4 separate regions of the Sus scrofa genome follow, and regions 1, 2 and 4 are each linked to region 3. Evidence: chromatin contacts called from public HiChIP or PLAC-seq data. All regions are on one chromosome and are shown on one strand. The core of a region is the stretch at or near the end of the contact, and the rest is flanking DNA. Distances in the headings are between cores, read along the strand shown.

The links. HiChIP or PLAC-seq counts read pairs in DNA pulled down with a chosen protein or histone mark.
Region 1: an H3K27ac HiChIP or PLAC-seq map of alveolar macrophages shows a contact between it and region 3. The contact joins the promoter of ARRDC2 here to the promoter of IFI30 in region 3. A contact is called at or near these places in 1 of 5 promoter capture datasets (liver), 4 of 47 Hi-C or Micro-C datasets (blood, embryonic fibroblasts, fetal liver and 1 more) and 1 of 2 datasets of contacts at active chromatin or transcription factors (alveolar macrophages).
Region 2: an H3K27ac HiChIP or PLAC-seq map of alveolar macrophages shows a contact between it and region 3. The contact joins the promoter of CCDC124 here to the promoter of IFI30 in region 3. A contact is called at or near these places in 2 of 47 Hi-C or Micro-C datasets (blood and retroperitoneal adipose tissue) and 2 of 2 datasets of contacts at active chromatin or transcription factors (alveolar macrophages and skeletal muscle).
Region 4: a contact with region 3 is called in an H3K27ac HiChIP or PLAC-seq map of alveolar macrophages. The contact joins the promoter of GDF15 here to the promoter of IFI30 in region 3. A contact is called at or near these places in 1 of 47 Hi-C or Micro-C datasets (embryonic fibroblasts) and 1 of 2 datasets of contacts at active chromatin or transcription factors (alveolar macrophages).

Annotation. Positions count from the first base shown.
Region 1 is chr2:59,777,241-59,780,093 of Sscrofa11.1, forward strand. ARRDC2 (arrestin domain-containing protein 2) reads right to left here and starts at 1,260. Exons shown (of 8, transcript XM_003123504.4): 1 at 657-1,260. The coding sequence starts at 915. It overlaps KCNN1 (small conductance calcium-activated potassium channel protein 1), which reads right to left. Exons shown (of 12, transcript XM_005654901.3): 12 at 2,770-2,853.
Region 2 is chr2:59,830,069-59,832,941 of Sscrofa11.1, forward strand. It overlaps CCDC124 (coiled-coil domain-containing protein 124), which reads right to left and starts at 1,493. Exons shown (of 5, transcript XM_005654904.3): 1 at 1,382-1,493.
Region 3 is chr2:59,632,151-59,635,238 of Sscrofa11.1, forward strand. IFI30 (IFI30, lysosomal thiol reductase) reads right to left here and starts at 1,564. Exons shown (of 7, transcript NM_001131046.1): 1 at 1,379-1,564; 2 at 205-387; 3 at 37-111. The coding sequence starts at 1,498. It overlaps LOC106507303 (a long non-coding RNA gene), which reads left to right and starts at 625. Exons shown (of 2, transcript XR_002341594.1): 1 at 625-1,024; 2 at 1,386-3,088.
Region 4 is chr2:59,409,709-59,412,735 of Sscrofa11.1, forward strand. GDF15 (growth differentiation factor 15) reads right to left here and starts at 1,648. Exons shown (of 2, transcript NM_001174056.1): 1 at 1,337-1,648; 2 at 1-96. The coding sequence starts at 1,619.

The DNA of each region.
Region 1 (2,853 bases), core at 10-2,509, 140 kb after region 3:
ACTCCTTCTGTGGCCCCTGTTCTGCTCCTGACTGGCTGTACAGCCTGAGGGTTGGGATCTCAGGTTCAGGGCAAGGGAAGGCCATGTCCAAGACCTAAGACTGCCAGCCCAAGTCTCCTCCCTGCCTAGGATACAGTCCTACCCTCTCATGTGCAAACACCACCAGAACCCCCAACCCTGTGAAGAGCCCTTCCTTCAAACACTGGGAAAGAGCACTGACAGTACATGAGACAGGGCCCTTCTTTGGGAATCAGAGGTCCCAGGCCTGGGGCTAACGTGGCATCTTGTGATCCAGAAAGGATTTCCCAGCTCCACCCAGGGATTCACCCAGACTCCCATTTAGTGCGTGTGTGGTGGAGGGTGAGGGGGTGGGGTGTCTCCACTGCAAACCTCTAAGTCGAGGTTGTCCGGCTCTGAATGGGGTGCACCCAGATCCTGGGAGGGATTCCTGGGAAAGAGGGTTTAGGAAGTGGGTAGGTGCGTGGATGTCCCGGTAGGAAGGTCCACACCCCGGGGAAGAGGTCTCCACTTCATGAGGAGGATCACCCAACTGCACAGCCTCTAAGTCGAAAGGCTGGCTCCGGAGAGGGGGGCCCACTCCTCGGAAGAAGGTCCCGGGGTATCTTGGCTTGGGGGTGGGGGTTGGAGGGGCTCACCTCGGAGGAGCAGCTGCCGCCGCCGCAAGTACGTCTCGGCAGCCGCGTAGTCGCTGGACACGGCGTTTATACCCACGCTTCGGCCCTCGAGCCAGTGCGTGGCCGCCCAGCCGCGGGCCGCCACCTCGAGCGCTCGCACCCGCAGCGGCGCGGCCGCCTCCAGCAGCACCCGGCCGCACAGCCGCTCCCCGCCGCGGTACGCGCCGCCCGGGCCCCGCGCCAGCTCCAGAACGAAGCTGCGCACGCCCCCCGGGCGCATGGCGCGGGCCGGGGCCCACGGCGGGGAGGACGCGCCCGGCGGGGGCCCGTCGGGCCCGCGGAGGCCGGGCGCGCCGCTGGGGAGCGTCTGCAGGCCTCCCAGGTCTCAGCGCTGGTCCTTGCCGCCGCCGCCTCCGGGTGCCCCCCAAGCTTTCTCCTCCTTCTACGAACTTGTGCGGGCGCCGCCGGCCGGCGCGGAGTTGGCTGACTTCCTGATTCTCCGCGTCCGCCTCGTGACGCGCCCGGGCCTCAGGGGACCTGCCGCCGGCGTGCTGGCGCGGCTGACTTTGCTACCCCTCAGCGCCGGGCGGGCCCTGCTTTCGCAGGGTAGGCGCTGTTGAGTCAGAGGCGGGCGGGGGCGGATGTGGATGGCGTGGTGCTACCCGGCTGTCTTGTGTTCTCATTCGTCCCCTACCCGGCACCTTTGGACCGGGCGCCGCCCCAGCCTCCTCCCTGGTCTCCCTGCCACCATCTGGTTGTTCCCCAGACACACCAAACTCGGATCTTGGCTCTTGGCCTTTGCACTGGTTGTTTTGTTACTTGGAACGCCCTTCTCCAATGTACCCACCCTCGCCCAAATGTCACCTCCTCAGAGTCATGCTATGGGCTTATTTCTTTATGATTCTGGTCGCTGTGTTTGCAACTGCTGTGTGTTTACTGTGCTTCCTCCATCAGCCTGAGTGCTCCCAGGGGTGAGCCTTGTGCCCTATTCTCTGGCACCTGATCTTACAGAAGAAACTGAGGCTCCCAGAAGGGCAACCACTGGCCAGAAGCACCCAGCGGTGGCACAGTCTGGCTTGAACCCATGTCTGACCACTCACCACTGACACCTCCCCAGACACTCTTACTCTTGGGCCCATCCTATCATCCCCAAACAGATGGCCCCTGGCCTTATCAGAGGCTGCCAGCGCCTGGGCTCTCAGCTGGGCCCAGATTAGCCTCCCTCTCCACCCAGGGCCCAGCATCTGCCAAGTGCCTGGCACCCCAACCCGACTCCAGCATTCTGAGCCCAAGGCCTGAGGGGACCTGATTCTACTTGTTTGGAAACTTCCTCTCCATCCTACCCCAGGAGGTCCTCTCTCACCCCAGGATCACACCACTCTTCTCCCCATGGAGAGCCCTCCACCAATTCCTCTTGACCTGTAGAACCCCCAATTTAATCCCTGGCTCCCCATCTCCCTCATTCGGTAAGTGGCTTCACTTCTCTGAGTCTCCCGGTCCAATTATGGTCAGGTCCTGAAGACTGGATGGCCCTCCTTACTCATGTACTTACTGGAGCCTGGCTCATAGTGGGTGCTCCAGCAAAGCCAGATGGAAGGACCTCCCGATTATCTGCTGCCTCCTGCAGGCCAGGCCATGCCCTCCACTTATTTATTTATTTACTCATATTTTTTAGGGCCACACCCACGACATATGGAAGTTCCATATGGAGTCAAATTGGAGCTGCATCTGCCAGCCTATATACCACAGCCACAGCCACAGCAATGCCAGATCTGAGCTGTGGCTGCAACCTATGACGTGGCAATGCTGGATCCTTAACCCACTGAGCAAGGCCTGGGATTGAACCTGCATCCTCAGGGATGCTATTTGGGTTCTTAACCTACTAAGCCACAGGAAGAACTCCTGGGCCATGCCCTCTGGAGGGGCCTCCTACTGGGGCCAGGTGGGACTGATGTAGATGTCCTCAGGGAGTTGTCCCTGACTGAACTCAGGTCCAGGAGTCTGCCAGGCTAGGATAGTGATGGGATGGGCTCACTGTGACCCCCAAATCCTGTCTGGGCCCTGGGGTCGGATGTCCACCTCCCATGTTATGTGATTACGGGTGCGCCCCCAGCCACACACAACAGGCAGCAGCTGGGTGGGTCCTGCTTTATTTGGAACTGGCAAGGACCCCTCTCCTGGCTGCTCCACACCCACCAGGGGCCTAGGGAGAGCCAGG
Region 2 (2,873 bases), core at 243-2,742, 200 kb after region 3:
TTCCTGTTGTGGTGCAGCAGAAACCAGTCTGACTAGGAGTCATGTGATTGCAGGTTCAATCGCTAGCCTCGCTCAGTGGGTTAAGGATCCAGTGTTTGCTGTGAGCTGTGGTGAAGGTTGCAGACGTGACTCAGATCTGGTGTTGCTGTGGCTGTGATGTAGGCTGTAGCTCCAACCTGACCCCTAGGCTGGGAACCTCCATATGCCACAGGTTCGGCCCTAAAAAAAAAAAGGAAGAGAAAAAAGACACCAGAGCTCACTCTCTCCACCATGTGAGGACACAGTGAGAAGATGGCCGTTTGCAAGTCAGGAAGAGAGCCTGCACTGGGAACAAACCTTGAATTTAGCCTTCCCAGCCTGCACAATTGTGAGCAAATACGTTTCTGTTGTTTAAGCCACCCAGTCTGTAGTATTTTGTTATGGCAGCTGGTGCTAACTAATACAGTTTTTCTTCTTTGTTCGATAAATGCTCTCTCACACACTTTGTCATTCAGTAAACACGCACCGAGCACCTAGCATTACGTGTGGGATGCTGGGGAAAGGCATTGCTGATGGGCTTCCTGATTTAATGGAATTCCCAGGCTGGCTGAGAGACAGACAATAAGAATGGTAACTCAAGATCAGAGCTGTGGTGGGGACAAGCAGGTGCTAGGGAAGCTGGGAGGGGGCTTCCGACCTGTCTGTGGAGAGGTGGGAAGGGCGTGTCAGAGGGCTTCCTGGAGGAGACAGCTAAGAAAAGGCCTGAGGGAGTGGGGAGCCCCAAGCCCCCAGAAGTGTGGGGGAGCCAGGCTGGGAAAGGGGGATTTGTATTCCAGGGTTTGGGGAAGGTGCGGAGGGCGTCAGAGCCCTCTGGGCTTGGTGAGGAGGTGAACTGGATGAGTGAGACAGAAGCAGGGAGCTCAAGCAGGGGGTCTGGCTAAGCAGGGGTTAGTTAGGAGGGAGTCAAGAACCACGTGGTTGAGCGGTTGTGAAAGTAAGAGAGAGAATAAAAGATGAAACTCAACGCTGCCTCCTCCAAGAAGTCCTCCAGATACCTCTTCTGGGCTCCCCCAGACCGTCATCCTCTTCCCAGTCCTGACCCCATTACAAGAAGCCAGGGACGTCTGTACTCAGCACTGTTACCCCAAGTTTGTAAGCTGCTGAGGGAAGGGCTGGAGCTAGGTGGCCTAGAACAGAACACTGTCTCTCTGGGTCTCAATCGCCCGCTCAGGGAAATGGGGATAGCCTCCGCGGGAGCCCTGGAGCCTGGGGACCAGAGGTGCCCCCGTCTCTGAGCACCCCATCTCCAGCCCTTCCAGATGGGTGGTCCCAGACCCAGCAGCCTCGCGGGGCCCACCCGCACCCCGCCCCTCGGCTCCGCCCGCGCCGCCACTGTTCCTACCTCCTTCCCCCGGCGCCGGCCCGGTCGCGCCTCTGTGACGTCACCGAGGGGGGCCTGCGCTCAGAGCCCCGGGCGGCGCGCGCTGATTATGTCAGAGCTCCGTCGCCATCTTGGTAGAGAAAATACTGCCCTGGTCTCCAGTCCAAGTCCAGGAAGTTAGCCGTTTCTTTGTCTCTTCAGGGAGCGAATATTGTATAAACGCTCCTCCCCTGCGCTTACTTCAGATATTAACAAGTCAGGAGAGAAGATTAAAAGCTACAATCTAAAGCATTGCCTTTACCAAGATGGCCGTTGTCCAGATGAAAAATGGTTCCCTCGGCTTCACACGTGAGTTTAGTGGCCTCAGCCAGGAGTTGCTTGGCCGCCAGGGCGCGCCGGAACCCGCGGTCTACGCGTGGTTGGTTGATCCCCTTATCCAGAGGAAGCCTCTCAGGCAGGCTCTTCGCTGTCGCAGTCGCTTTGTGCTTTGAAGACTCTCATCTAGCCCACATTTTTTTGCCTCCCTTGTGCGAAGCTTAAAGTGGGAGGGAGCAGATTAAAGGGACAGAAATTAAAACACTCTGCGCTTTCCAGGTTCAGAGAACAGAAATTGAATTTGGGAGTTCCCGTCGTGGCGCAGTGGTTAACGAATCCGACTAGGAACCATGAGGTTGCGGGTTCGGTCCCTGCGCTTGCTCAGTGGGTTAACGATCCGGCGTTGCCGTGAGCTGTGGTGTAGGTTGCAGACTCGGCTCGGATCCCGCGTTGCTGTGGCTCTGGCGTAGGCCGGTGGCTACAGCTCCGATTGGATCCCTAGCCTGGGAACCTCCATATGCCGAGGGAGCGGCCCAAGAAATAGCAAAAAAGACAAAAAAAAAAAAAAAAAAAGAAATTGAATTTGACCAAAGTAATGGAAAGACTCAAATTCCTCCGGGACCATTCTCCTGGATTGCTATCACCCCCCCCACCCCGCTTTGTTTTGTTTTGTTTGTTTATGGCAGCGTCCAGGGCATACGGAGATTCCAGGCCAGGGATCAGACTGGCCACACAGCAGTGACCTGAGCCACAGCAGTGACAGTGCTGGATCCTTAACCCGCTGAGTCACCGAGGGAATTCCACATATCTTGCTCTTTTATTTTATTCAGCAATAGGTTTGGGGGGCCTCTTTGTCCAGGGCACCTGTATTTGTGCATTCACTAAGCCTCAGGGTCCTTCTCTGTAAAAATGGTTATATTAGGGGTCTGAGGATGACTGTACTGGGCCTGGCTGTAGGAAGAGAAGCAGGGCATGGATTTGGGGGCAGTTTAGGCAGGACAAGTTGACCACAGAGTTTGTTCTCCCGAAGGCAACCCCAGTGACACCTCAGGGACCTAAATTGGATCCGTGTATCTCCCCTGCTCTCAAGCCCCAAGTGGATCCCTACTGGCCTGCAAGACTGACCTCACCTCCCATTCCTCCTCATCCCCATTCTTTCTCAGCTCCAACCACATCAGCCTCCTTTCTCAAAATGCCA
Region 3 (3,088 bases), core at 314-2,813:
CTATGCCCCCCACTCGGGAACTCTGGGGCTGCTCACCTCCACCTTGTTCATCTTGCACTCCTGCTCGCCGTGCTGGCACGTAAATTCCCACCTGCCGCTGACATTTCGTTCCTGAAAGGCAATGGGGTAAATGCTGGCTGCCCCCCACCAGCCGCATTCCCTTCCCCTGGCCGAGTGCCCCCAGTTTCCCTGGTGCCCACACACCTGGGCGTTTCCATAGGGTACCAGTGTGACATTGAGGATTTCCCAGACCATCAGCCACGTGGGGAAGAGCTCTCGGACTAGGAAGTACCGGCAGCCATTGCACAGCGACTCATAGTAGAGGTTCACGTTGACAGGTGGAGGGTCAGACTTCCCCACGGGTCTCTGCAGGCATGGCTCACCGGCCTGCGTGGGAGAAAGGGGTGTGAAATCAAACGAAGTCCTGCTTGGTTCTCTTGCAGAAAAAGAGCTGCAAACAGGAAGTGATACACTCCTTCCAGACCTTGCCAGATGGAATCCTGACTTAAAGGCTTCACAGCATCCCTAAATCTTCCTAAATCTCAGTCTGTCTGCAAAATGGATGTGAAAAAGATTCGAAAACAGTAGGCAGTTCATGTATGCACAAGTCTTGCTTTCCTCCAGGTTAGGTGAAACTCCCCACGCGGGGGGACTGCAAGCAGTAAGAATTCAAGGCATGCTCACTTCTGATCCCTGCCGTCAATCCTGCCTTCTGAGCGGTGCGTACCGCGAAAGCATGCTCATTTGTCACTTCATCCCCAGAGCCCTGGCCGGGAGCTGAGCGAGCGTCTATACCCGCGCTGACTCCTTTTTAAATTCTTCCTCTCAGCGGGCTCACTGAACCCCTCCCAAGGCTACTGCAGAGGCGGCGCCTAATAGGTGCTGACTTCCGGCTACAGCTGAGGGGTGGCGGTCGCCCGCGTCTGTGAGCAAGTCGCTCAGACTCCGGGGCATCTGCTTCCTCCGCACCAGAAACACGCGAGCTCCTCCCGGGAGCCCCTGACGAATGCGGGTGGGCGCTTAGGTAATCCGGGCTTCCCCTGGGCTGAAAGAGAGATTCTGATTCCCGCTCCAGAGGTACACAGTAGGTGCTCAATGCACCCTGGGATGGGGTGGGGGAATTGCGGGGGGTGGGTGGGGGAATTGCGGGGGGATGGGTGGGGGATAGCTGAGCGACTCAGATTTCAGAAGGAAGCGAAAGAGAAAGGAAAGTGTGACCAGCGAGGCGGGGTGTTTTTTGAGGGGGTCAGTACCGATCCGAGAAGCACCTTCCCGAGCCCGGTCGACTCCGCCGAAGTCTGGGGAGAGGGGAGGAGCCGCCGGCCCCCTACTGGGGCGCCAGTCCCCGCTGTCCCTCCCGCCGAGTAGCCGTCCCTACCTTGCAGGGGGCCGCCCCCTGGAGGAGTGACTGCAGCGGGGACGCCGGCGCTGCCGCGGGGACCTCCAGCAGCAGCAGCAGCAGCAGAGGCAGGAACGGCAGGAGAGGCGACGAGGCCATCACGACGGAGGGGCCAACGTACGACGGCAGAAGCAGCTGCCCCGGGAAAGAGCCGCCTTTAAGCCGGCGGTGGCCCAGCCCCCCTGCCGAACCCGCCCCCTGGTGCCCACGCCCCTCGGGGGCCCGGGCGGCGTCTCTAAGCATCTCGACTTCTCTCTCTCTTTCCTTCTTTCTCTTTCTCTCTTTCTTCTCTCCTCTCTCTCCCTCTCTGGGTGTACCTTTTCCACCTGAGCTCCACCCTACCCCCACCCCCACCAGGTGCTGGGCCCCCAGTCGCATGGACCATGAGCTGCTCTTCGATCTCCCCCGTCCCTTTCCCGCAATCAGCCCCGACCAGCCGTGTGAGGCTTGAGCATCTTGAGCAGAGGTGAGGTGGGGGCTTAGAGACAGAGACACAGCAAGACCGAGAGTTAGGAGGGCCACTCTGGGCCCAGGGATCCCTCTTGGGGGCGGCCAGGTTGACCTAGCCCCGCCCCGCCTCCCTAGCCCAGAGACCCTGCCTTCCCACCCTGTGCTCTGATGTGGGTGGGGGTGGCCGATCCTCTGCCTGAGAGTGGGCAGGGGCTGCCGCATCCCCGTTCCCTCCCTCTAGCCTGGCCCAGGACCCTTCTTCCCAACTTTCTCCCCCTCCCCCTCTCAGGCTCCCCAGCCCTGAAGCTCCAGATCCAACAGCGTGGTCCCGTGAGGCTGACTCAGGCTTGGCCACAGCTGGGCCAGAAAGCAGAAGCCAGAGCAGGGAGGGGCACCTCCCTTCTCTTGGTCCCCCACTCCTGGCTTGGGGGTGGGAGAGAAAAAAATCTGGCATTTCTTCTTTCTATCCTCCAGGGCTTGGGGAGAGCAGGCCATCCCTCCTTTCAGCCAGCTCCCTTGCTGGAGGAGAAGCCGAGTCGGAGCAGTCATAACTGAAAGCCTATAGTGTGTACATGGGGTGGGGGTGAGGGATCAGCCCGTGGAAGACCCAGGATGGCAGGAATCAGCCAGAGCCAGGTTTGCCCTGGGACTGTGCTGGGCACCTCAAGTGGTGGAGCCTCAACTTCCCCTTCTGTAAAATGGGAGAAGTGAGGTTTGGGAAATAAAGCTACCAGAGGGAGAGTTGCCCCAGGCTGCGGGTAGAGGTGGCACATCTGGGTTTGTAAGCCTGGGAAGGTGTGGACAGGACAGCAGTGTGGGAGGGAGGAAAGAATGGCCCAGATAGGAGTTCCCATCGTGGCTCAGTGGTTAACAAATCCAACTAGGAACCATGAGGTTGCGGATTCGATCCCTGGCCTTGCTCAGTGGGTTAAGGATCCAGCGTTGCCATGAGCTGTGGTGTAGGTCGCAGACCTGGCTTGGATCTGGTGTTGCTGTGGCTCTGGCGCAGGCCGGCAGCTACAGCTCCGATTAGACCCCTAGCCTGGGAACTTCCATATGCCGTGGGTGCAGCCCCAGAAATGGCAAAAAGACAAAAAGATTAAAAAAAAAACAAACAAAAAAAAAACAGTCCAGATAAAGGCGAGAAGGCTGGGAGTGTCAGGGAAGTAACTGAGACATTCAGACTTTGTAGGGCCTTGACGGGACAAGGGTCTGGATTGCACGGGAGGAAACACCCAT
Region 4 (3,027 bases), core at 398-2,897, 220 kb before region 3:
GAAGGGCCCGATGCAGGCGGGAGGCTGCGGGGAGCCCCTCAGTTAAGTTGACGCGAGGGATGCGCAGGTGCAGGTGGCCGCCTGGCCCAAGTCGAACTATAGGAGAGAGGAAAGCCAGTCACTCACGAGAGTATTGTGTGCCGGGCGCGGGGAGGGGTAGGGGAATGCCCATTTCTTCCAACACTCCAAGCTGAATCCCAGATCAGGGCCTTTGCACGAGCTACTTCCTCTACTGGCCATGCTCTTGCTCTGAATCTCTGCATGGCTGATTACACATCCCTCCAGCCTGCCTGAAATAGACACAGTCCTATTTTACTTCGTTGTGTAGCATCTGTCTCCGCCACCAGAATCTCAGCAAGGGTTTCTGTCTGCTTGGTCACCACTGCGCCTGGTACACAGTAGGTGCTTACTTGATACTTGCAGGAATGAATGCATATCTCATCTTTAGACAGACTAAGTGCCTACAAAAGGCCCTGGGGATACAGCAGCTACTGTGTTTTCAACTCTCTGGATCTATCTGAGAAATGAAGGGTACCTGGCTCCCCAGAATTCTCAGACTTCCAGGTTGGTACAGATGTTGGGGACACTGGAGAGACTGAGGTTTGAGGACTCTCAACCCAGTCAATAGGCTCAGAGGGGGAGAGAGGTTTACATGGAGTTCCTCAGCACAAGTGGAATTAGGGCGGGATAAGAACTCTCTGCCTAACACCCTTCCCTCAACCCCTCCCCTCAACCCCTCTCAGTTCTTAAGAGCAGCCCAGATCTTGCGCCCCCTCTGCCCTCTGGAGGCTGGGTGGAGGGCATGAAAATACTCCACTTCTTCCCTAGGGAACCAGTCACGTGCAATTTCAGCAGTGTCTTGGCGCGCGATTGCATCAGATTCGGAACCAGCCCAAGCAGGTTCTGCCCATCTCTACGCACCGTTCTGTCTCCGCCCCCTCTCCTCCCTTCCGCCGGACCCCTGGATCTTACTCCCCTGGAAATCCCCCTACTATCCTTTCCTTACATCCAAGGGCAGGGACCACGGCCCCGCGCCCGACCTTGCGTCTGGGTTCTCCAGGCTCTGTGAGCCTTCAGTAGAGTCGCTGGATCCTCTGGCCTTAGTTTCCCCATCTGCGCCGCGGAAGGTGTTGTAACATCTCAGATTGGCTAAGCCCCGCCTCGTCCTTCTGCAAACCCGGCCGTTACCTCCCCCATCAGCCCCAAGGTGGGACGTAGCTGCTCCGTTCACAGGTAGGGAAACTGAGGCTGGGCCGCTAGCCTTGGGATCTGTGTCTCAGAACAATTGGTGAGATGATGAGTGCTGCCCAGAGTGGGGTCTCCCAATTTTACTCACACTTTGGAGTGACTATCCGGACTTGAGGAGCGGGGATGAGGTTCGGGTTCGAGTCTTCCCAGGTCTGGTTCGCTCGAAGCCGGGTCAGCAAATCTTCGTAGCGTTTCCGCAACTCCCGGAATCTGGAGACATCTGAACTGGAGTGCACGTCTGAGGGTCCCGGTAAAGCTGGGAGGTGCTCCTGGGCCAGAGATAGGGCGCCTCCCGACGGCAGCCAGGAGAGCATCAGCAGCATCAGCAGCGTCGGAGAGCGGCGCGGTGGTGATGGTAGCTGCCCAGGCATGACTCTGACGGTTAAGCACTAAGCTGGGACTGACCGGACGCTGCTGGACCGGCCTTTATAGTCCCCGGACTTTGTCCGCCCCTGCCTGCCTGGTCCCGCCCGCCGTGGGTGCAGAGTAAACACTCCAGGGACCACAACTGGGAGGAGTCTTCGGGTGCTTTTCATGGGGTGGTGCTTTTGATTGGGGGGGGTGATACTAGGTATGCTGGGGAACCCCCCTAAGCTCCACACCAAGCCTCAGTATCCTCTGCTGTGAAATGAGGACATCATCTCAGCTAGGTGGGCTGGCGGAAAGAATAATTTTCTCAGAAAAGATTTATTACTATGTGCTAAACTCCATAGCAAGAGCTTAAGAGGTAGTAGCCTTCTTCCTCCATGGGAGTCCATCTCTCCCCTCTCTGCTTAGGGTCAAAGGCTGAAGATAGTGAAGAACAAAGGAAGTAGAGGGAAAGGGGCCAGAAAGAGCCAGGAAATGCAACCTGGAGTAAGTCACTCCTCTTCATCGCACCTCTATTTCTTCATCTGGAAAATTAGGATTGAGACTTTCCCTGGAGAGAAGGTCAAATGAGGTGTAAAGGACAGGGCCAGGCACATAGCAGGTGCTTGATAAACTGTATGTTTTTGCAGTTCCTCAGCTGAGGAACTCCTATCCATTCCTCAAAACCCTACTCAAAAAGCCCTCCTCCAGGAAGCCTTCTCTGACATTATCTTTTCATGCTCAGCAGAGTGTTTCCAACTCATCCCTTCCTCCAGCCCAGCCCTGACCCCACAGCACTGGGAGTGTGTGTGCTTGGTTCTGTCTGCCCCAGACAGAGCTTCTTGAAGGCTTGGGCAAGGATGAAGGTCCTCTGGGCCCCAATCCCTTAGCTGGGCCCAAAGAGGAGGTGGCAGAAAATTAGGGTGCTGGGGCCTAGGGAAGGGAGGACCGGTGCCAGGTGCAGCCACCAGATGATGGAAGGAAAGGGGGTGTCCCAGAAATACACTTCTCCCTGGGGCACCTAGACCTAGACCTTGCTCTACTGCTCAGGACTCCTGGCCCCAGGCATCATTCCTGGGCCTGTTTCCAGCCCCCTGACTTCAGAGGGGATGGGCAGATGTGCAAGGCAGACTGTGGGTGGGTGTAAAGTGTGACAACAGTGTGTGCAGGCAAGAGATTCAAGGACTTGTTGGGGGTCACACAGCAAGGTTCCCAGGGAAGAACACAGTCCCAGCCTCCTGCATATCCAGGAGTACCCACTTGCTACGTGAGCCCAGTCAAGCCTCTGACACTCCTATCTCAGTCTCAGCCTCTGCAGTGGGGTTTGTCACCCAGTGGGGTTGTCATCCCTGGGGATGCTCTCGGTTTAGTAAACACCCCTGGTCACGCTATCATCCTGACCGTGGCCACTGGGAGGCTGGGCCTCTTGCG